Linked DNA regions of Hordeum vulgare: region 2 is linked to region 1. Evidence: chromatin contacts called from public HiChIP or PLAC-seq data. All regions are on one chromosome and are shown on one strand. Each heading gives the region's core, a stretch centred on a gene start, on an enhancer-like site or on the middle of the called end of the contact. The rest is flanking DNA. Distances are from core to core; before and after follow the strand shown.

What was found. HiChIP or PLAC-seq counts read pairs in DNA pulled down with a chosen protein or histone mark.
Region 2: an H3K4me3 HiChIP or PLAC-seq map of embryo shows a contact between it and region 1, with 6 times the contacts expected there. The contact joins the promoter of LOC123448523 here to the promoter of LOC123448522 in region 1. A contact is called at or near these places in 1 of 6 Hi-C or Micro-C datasets (seedling) and 1 of 1 datasets of contacts at active chromatin or transcription factors (embryo).

Annotation. Positions count from the first base shown.
Region 1 is chr4H:292,174,957-292,177,684 of MorexV3_pseudomolecules_assembly, reverse strand. LOC123448522 (UDP-arabinopyranose mutase 1) reads right to left here and starts at 1,359. Exons shown (of 4, transcript XM_045125442.1): 1 at 846-1,359; 2 at 1-49. The coding sequence starts at 1,187.
Region 2 is chr4H:292,778,436-292,781,163 of MorexV3_pseudomolecules_assembly, reverse strand. LOC123448523 (CLK4-associating serine/arginine rich protein) reads left to right here and starts at 1,400. Exons shown (of 13, transcript XM_045125443.1): 1 at 1,400-1,760. The coding sequence starts at 1,564.

The DNA of each region.
Region 1 (2,728 bases), core at 110-2,609:
TGTGCTGCTCAAGAGCATTGATGTCTTTGCCAGATGGGTCCTTGGCCACCTATTTCCAAAGAGGACCAATAAATTTCAGTTGAAGCAACACACTAAGACACTGTCAGAAAAATACAACAGTTCACCCCCACTTGATTGCTTCATCAGGAAAGGCAAGATCTAGTGGAGACCACATGGTGTGGATCTCACAAGGTAGAAACATAGTTCTTTTACAATCGGATTACGTACAGAGAGTATAATGAAATTGACATACAACGGTGCTTACTAAATATCATGGACCAAGTGACACTAAATACTCTCAATGCTTTGTTTCGTTACTAATTGAATCGGCCAACCCGTGTTCCACAACCGCACATAAACTAGAACCTCTAACCAAATGAAAAAAGAAGATAAACTAGAACCTCTACCCAAATGAAAAAAGACTGTTCACCTCTTAAGGACAAACTGCTAACGAACAACGAACAGATGGGCTGCTTGACACATGCATCAGTTGGAGAAAATTAATTATACACGATCACAGAGACCACTTCAGTGGATTCTCTACCGGCCAATACAAGCAAGGCCGAGGGCTGCTTGTCCGTGTCCCGGGAGCAGCTCCTGCTCAAACCTGATACGGCTCAGGATCTGACAGGATACTCTTTATTGTTGAAGTGACTGATTGCGGGTCCCTAGATCCAGATCTGATCAAGCCAGATCTGGAGAAATTAGAACAAGGCTACCCAGATCCAGGACAAAAAATCAATTTTCCCATAGATCCGCAGAATTCGAACAATCACCAGCAAGAGCGACTATGAAACGCGAGTAATTTGGAGTTGTGCACAGAGCGAAAGTTAGAAAGAACTTACGAAGCAGTCGTCGTCGATGGTGAAGACGTACTTCTTTTTGGAGACCATGTAGCCGAAGCAGCGGCACGCGGAGTCCTTGAAGGAGATGCATGAGGCCTTTGGGCCGAGAATGCGGTTGATGTCGTTGCGGTTGTAAAGGTCGTAGTCGAAGCCCTCGGGAACCTTGATGGCCTTACTGGGGTCGCCGTCCTGGACGATGATGAGGTGGTACGGCTGGAAGAAGGGGCGCCACATCTCGAGGAAGTCGAGGTTGCGGATCGTCGGGATCACGATGTCCAGCTCGTCCTTGAGCAGCGGCGTCGATGGCACCGACGATCCGGGCACAGTCACCGTCCCTGCCATTGCTTCCTGGCCGGGGATCTCGATCTCGAGCCCTGGATCTAGCTGTTCCAGCAGGCGGTGATAGGGGTGGGGGAGTAGAGAGAGGTGTGGGTTTGGGCTTGGAAAATTAGGGGGTTATATAGCGCTCCACGATGAAGAAGACTTTCTTGTCCACCGATGCCTGCCTTTCTATGTGCGTCTCTCTTTTCTTTCTCCATACCAATAGTCTTTATGTTCAATGTTCATATAAATGTCCACGTGAGTAAACAAAAACCCATCATACAAGCTTTTTAAAAGCATCTTTAAAAGTATGTATGTTTAATCGTTGATATAAATGTCCACATTAACACACAACAACACATGTTGAAAAAATGTTCATGTTTGTCTCGGATCTTGTGTGTGAACCATTGCTTCAAGTTCATACGATTTCATTATTTATCTTCTTTTATTACGTGTCATGTCGTCAAAACTTTCTATGTGACTGTTTTACCAACGGTGGTCATACGACTGTTGGGTTGTCCATAGTGGTGGTATATTAGCTCGTAACACGCACTCGGAAATAGCAAACATGCTGATGTGGCATAAAATTAAAGAAGAAAGAGAAGGTTGGAGTAACATAGGTAGATATTGTATCATGTTAAATGTTATGCTACTTTGTATCATGCATGATAATAAATAAGAGTATATATGATACTACTCTATGATACTATGCACTATGAAAATAATATCATACACTAGTATTATATGTGTGATACTAGTATATAATACTTTCCACTATGAGTAGCCTTGGAGATGCCCTAATGAAGCATATGTTAATTGTACGTAAAACAACTAAGCGGGTCCACTAAATGTTGAAGAAAATGATCATGCTTGCCTTAGAGCTTGTGCCTGAACTGTTGCTTCAAGATCATACGATTTCATTATCTCTCTTCTTTTATTATGTGTCATGTCATCAAAACTGTTTATATGACAATTTTACCAAGGATGATCATACGACTATTGAAGATGCCCTTAGATGTGTTCTGCTCCCTGCATTCCTAAATATAAGTTTTTTAAAATATTTTAATATAGACTACATATGCATGAGAATGAGTTAATTTGGACCCTAAAATACGTCTATATACAACCCTATGCGGTCTTTATTGAAATCACTAAAAAGACTTATATTTAGAAATAAAGGGGGTATTTATTTATTTTCTTAAGTCCTAGCTAATCATATTATACATCTATGGAAAATGTTGGAGGGCGTCCGTGTTTGGAAGTGCCCTTCACGTCGTCACTTTTGCGCGTGAGGCGAGTGTTCGTACCTACATGAATTTGTGGGAGGTTCATGATGCGTGGGAAGCTCGCACGTTGGATCGCACCACGTATGTGACCTTGCTCGTTCGCGAAGCGTCTGGCCGGACACTGTGCCCACCTTGTTGTTTGATTCCGCCGTCTGGACTTATTTCTGGCTGCCAGATAGGCTGCCAGATGTCATGCCGCCCTCGCCTCTTGTGTGTCGCCTCATCTAGTGGAAAGGCGATTGCCCTGGCTTTTCAATCACCTATCATTTGGTTATC
Region 2 (2,728 bases), core at 151-2,650, 600 kb before region 1:
CAAGCTTTGAATTTAGCATGCTGGAGGCGGTCGAGGCATGCGTGGATGGGACAACGTCGGGTACGCACTAGCACAAGAGCTTGGAGGTAAGACGGGTGACAAGAGGTGGTCGTCGGTGAGTGAAGATGCTTGCCATGGCGAAGCGGAGGTTGTTGAGGACGTCCGCAATGACGGGCGTGGCTACTCACTTTAGGGACCCGACAGTAGGTAGGCAGGGCCGCGGGAGCCAGTGAGGTCGACGGAAAAGGACGATGAAGAAATGAGAAGAGGTGGGGAAGGGAACTAGCAGAAGCGATAAGGAGGAGGTCGACCTAGGCTGGGCCTTGGCTGTCGGCCGTTTGATGGACTCTTACCCACTCTTGGGCTTTGATTAGGCGGTCAGTTTGGGGTAGACGTGAGAGGTTGGCTAATTTGCCTAAAAAATGAAAGACTGGCTAATAAAGGCAAAAATTCAATGCGCCCAACAGAACTTGAACCATGCATGATTGCACTTCTGATGATTGCTTGTACAACTAACATCATAGTTCCACCTTACTCCCGTAAAACAATCCCACCTGTTTATATACGCTCACATGCACCGTGGAGGCAAGCCAAGTCCGAAATCGACAAGAGGGAGCACCGTTGTTTGATACGAAGATATACGTGCCTAATTAGCCTGTGTGTATACGATGGATGGTGTGAGCTTCTCCCTCCGTTCGAAGATACTTGTCCTGGAATGGGTATATCTAGATGTATTTTAGTTCTAGATACATTCAATTTATATATTTATGCGACAAAGTAATTTTGGACGGAGGAAGTATATAACTAAACCATAGAGAATTTGGGCCATAATCCTGAAAGAAAGCTACTCCCTCCTTTTCGGTTTATAGGGCTCATCTTAAAATTTCCAGATTTCTACTATATTAGGCTCATTTTGAGTCTAAGTGAGTTAAAGTGCTTTGAGTCTCACACCATATTTAATTCATAGAGTTTAGAAAAAGGAGATGAGTGGCTATGCATGCATCGTTTTCTACATCCATCATGCAAGTCCAATGAAAGAAAGGATGCTACATTTGTTGCCTTGGAAATTGAATATGTGAGAAATATTTCATTGACTAGTTTAAACTAGTGTCATTCACTTACAATTCACCTTGGTTGATGAGATTTCAGATTTGAGCCCTATAAACCGAAAAGGAGGGAGTACATGCGTAATACTATGTCCATTAAAAAGAAGAGTTAGACATGGATAGATAGTAAGATAAATTCACAATTTATCATACATGTCCAGTGTTAGCTTATTTTGATTCACAATTTATCATACATGTCCAGTGTTAGCTTATTTTGTGGGCTGTTACATCATTTTCTATCTCCACGGGTATGATTACTAGTGTTATGCTAATAAACGTTGCATTGGTACAGACCTAATGCAGCTTGAGGAGCCCTCACGGTTGTGGGCTTTCGGCATCCTGGTCACCTCTCTCGCTCCATCGAAGCGGGGCATCCTCTGGCACCTTCGTCTAGGTTTAGGTTAATACAAAACCGCCTCCCCGAAGCTTCCTGAACATTTTGGGAGGAGGGGGTGCGATGTGGCACGAGGCGCGGCGGTCGGAGCGGAAGGTCCACGACCTCATGGACGGTGCGCGGCGCCGGGCCCAGCGGCGCTACGCCTACCTCGCCCGCCGCCGCGGCGATCCGCACCAGTCCCTCCAGGTCTCCGGCGCCCGGTGCCGCGTCCACCGCGACGACTCACTATACCAGGCCACAGAGGACCAGCGGGGATTGTACGTACCGCCGCTCTCTCACGCACACTCCGTCTGTCCAGTTGATATAACGTGATGGGCTGTGTTGTTTGTTATGACATCAGCATGCTGGATTTAGTCGAATTAGCTGTCCATCTGATGGATCGGCAGTGCCGTCTAATAGATGCAGATTATGTTTCATGATATTGTGCAACGAATAGATTCCTCTTGCAAGTGTTTGTAGTAAACCAGTATCTGTACACCGGTTTGGATTGTCGTTTTGGAGAGCTACACGACCTGTAAAATATACAGCCCTTCATCCGTCGTTTCTTTTGTAGGTGGAAATCAAACTGTGACCGGTAATATACAGGCGTAAAATAAATACAGGTGTATCTGTTACGTTAATATACACCGATTCCAAGCAGGGATCGTATCTGTTACATTTCTGTGACCGGTAATATACACCGATTCCAAGCAGGGATGGTAACTGTGACCGGTAATATACACCGATTCCAAGCAGGGATTATATCTGTTACGTTTCTGTAATTCCTCTCTTCTATGAATAGTTAGTACCCTGACTATTGGTGCATAGGATTTCGTTTCTGTTTCCAAGGAGTTGACTGGGCCGGTTTGATGGTGTGCAGAAGTTGACAAAATATTTTTTTCGTAATAGATTGGATTCAGCCATGTGTTGAGGCATAGCTTGATCAGTTTCTAGCTGTGATTGGTTTAGTAGGTGCTCAGATTTTATATTGTGTAAATATTTAGTTTTGGCCATGTGTTGCAGGAAACCAGGAATTTGGTTTTGCACATGCTGATAATAATGTTGGAGCTTACTGAATTTCCATGCTTGCTCTAGAAAATTAGCTAAATTTTATTCTTCTGGCATAGTTGTAGAAGCTCATTGATAGCAAAACTCTCATTTTTCAGAGTATTTCATCTCGTTTGAACTGTAGCCGCTTTTATGTTATGACTGAAATATGTTCATCCAAATGAGCTTAAATCTAGGC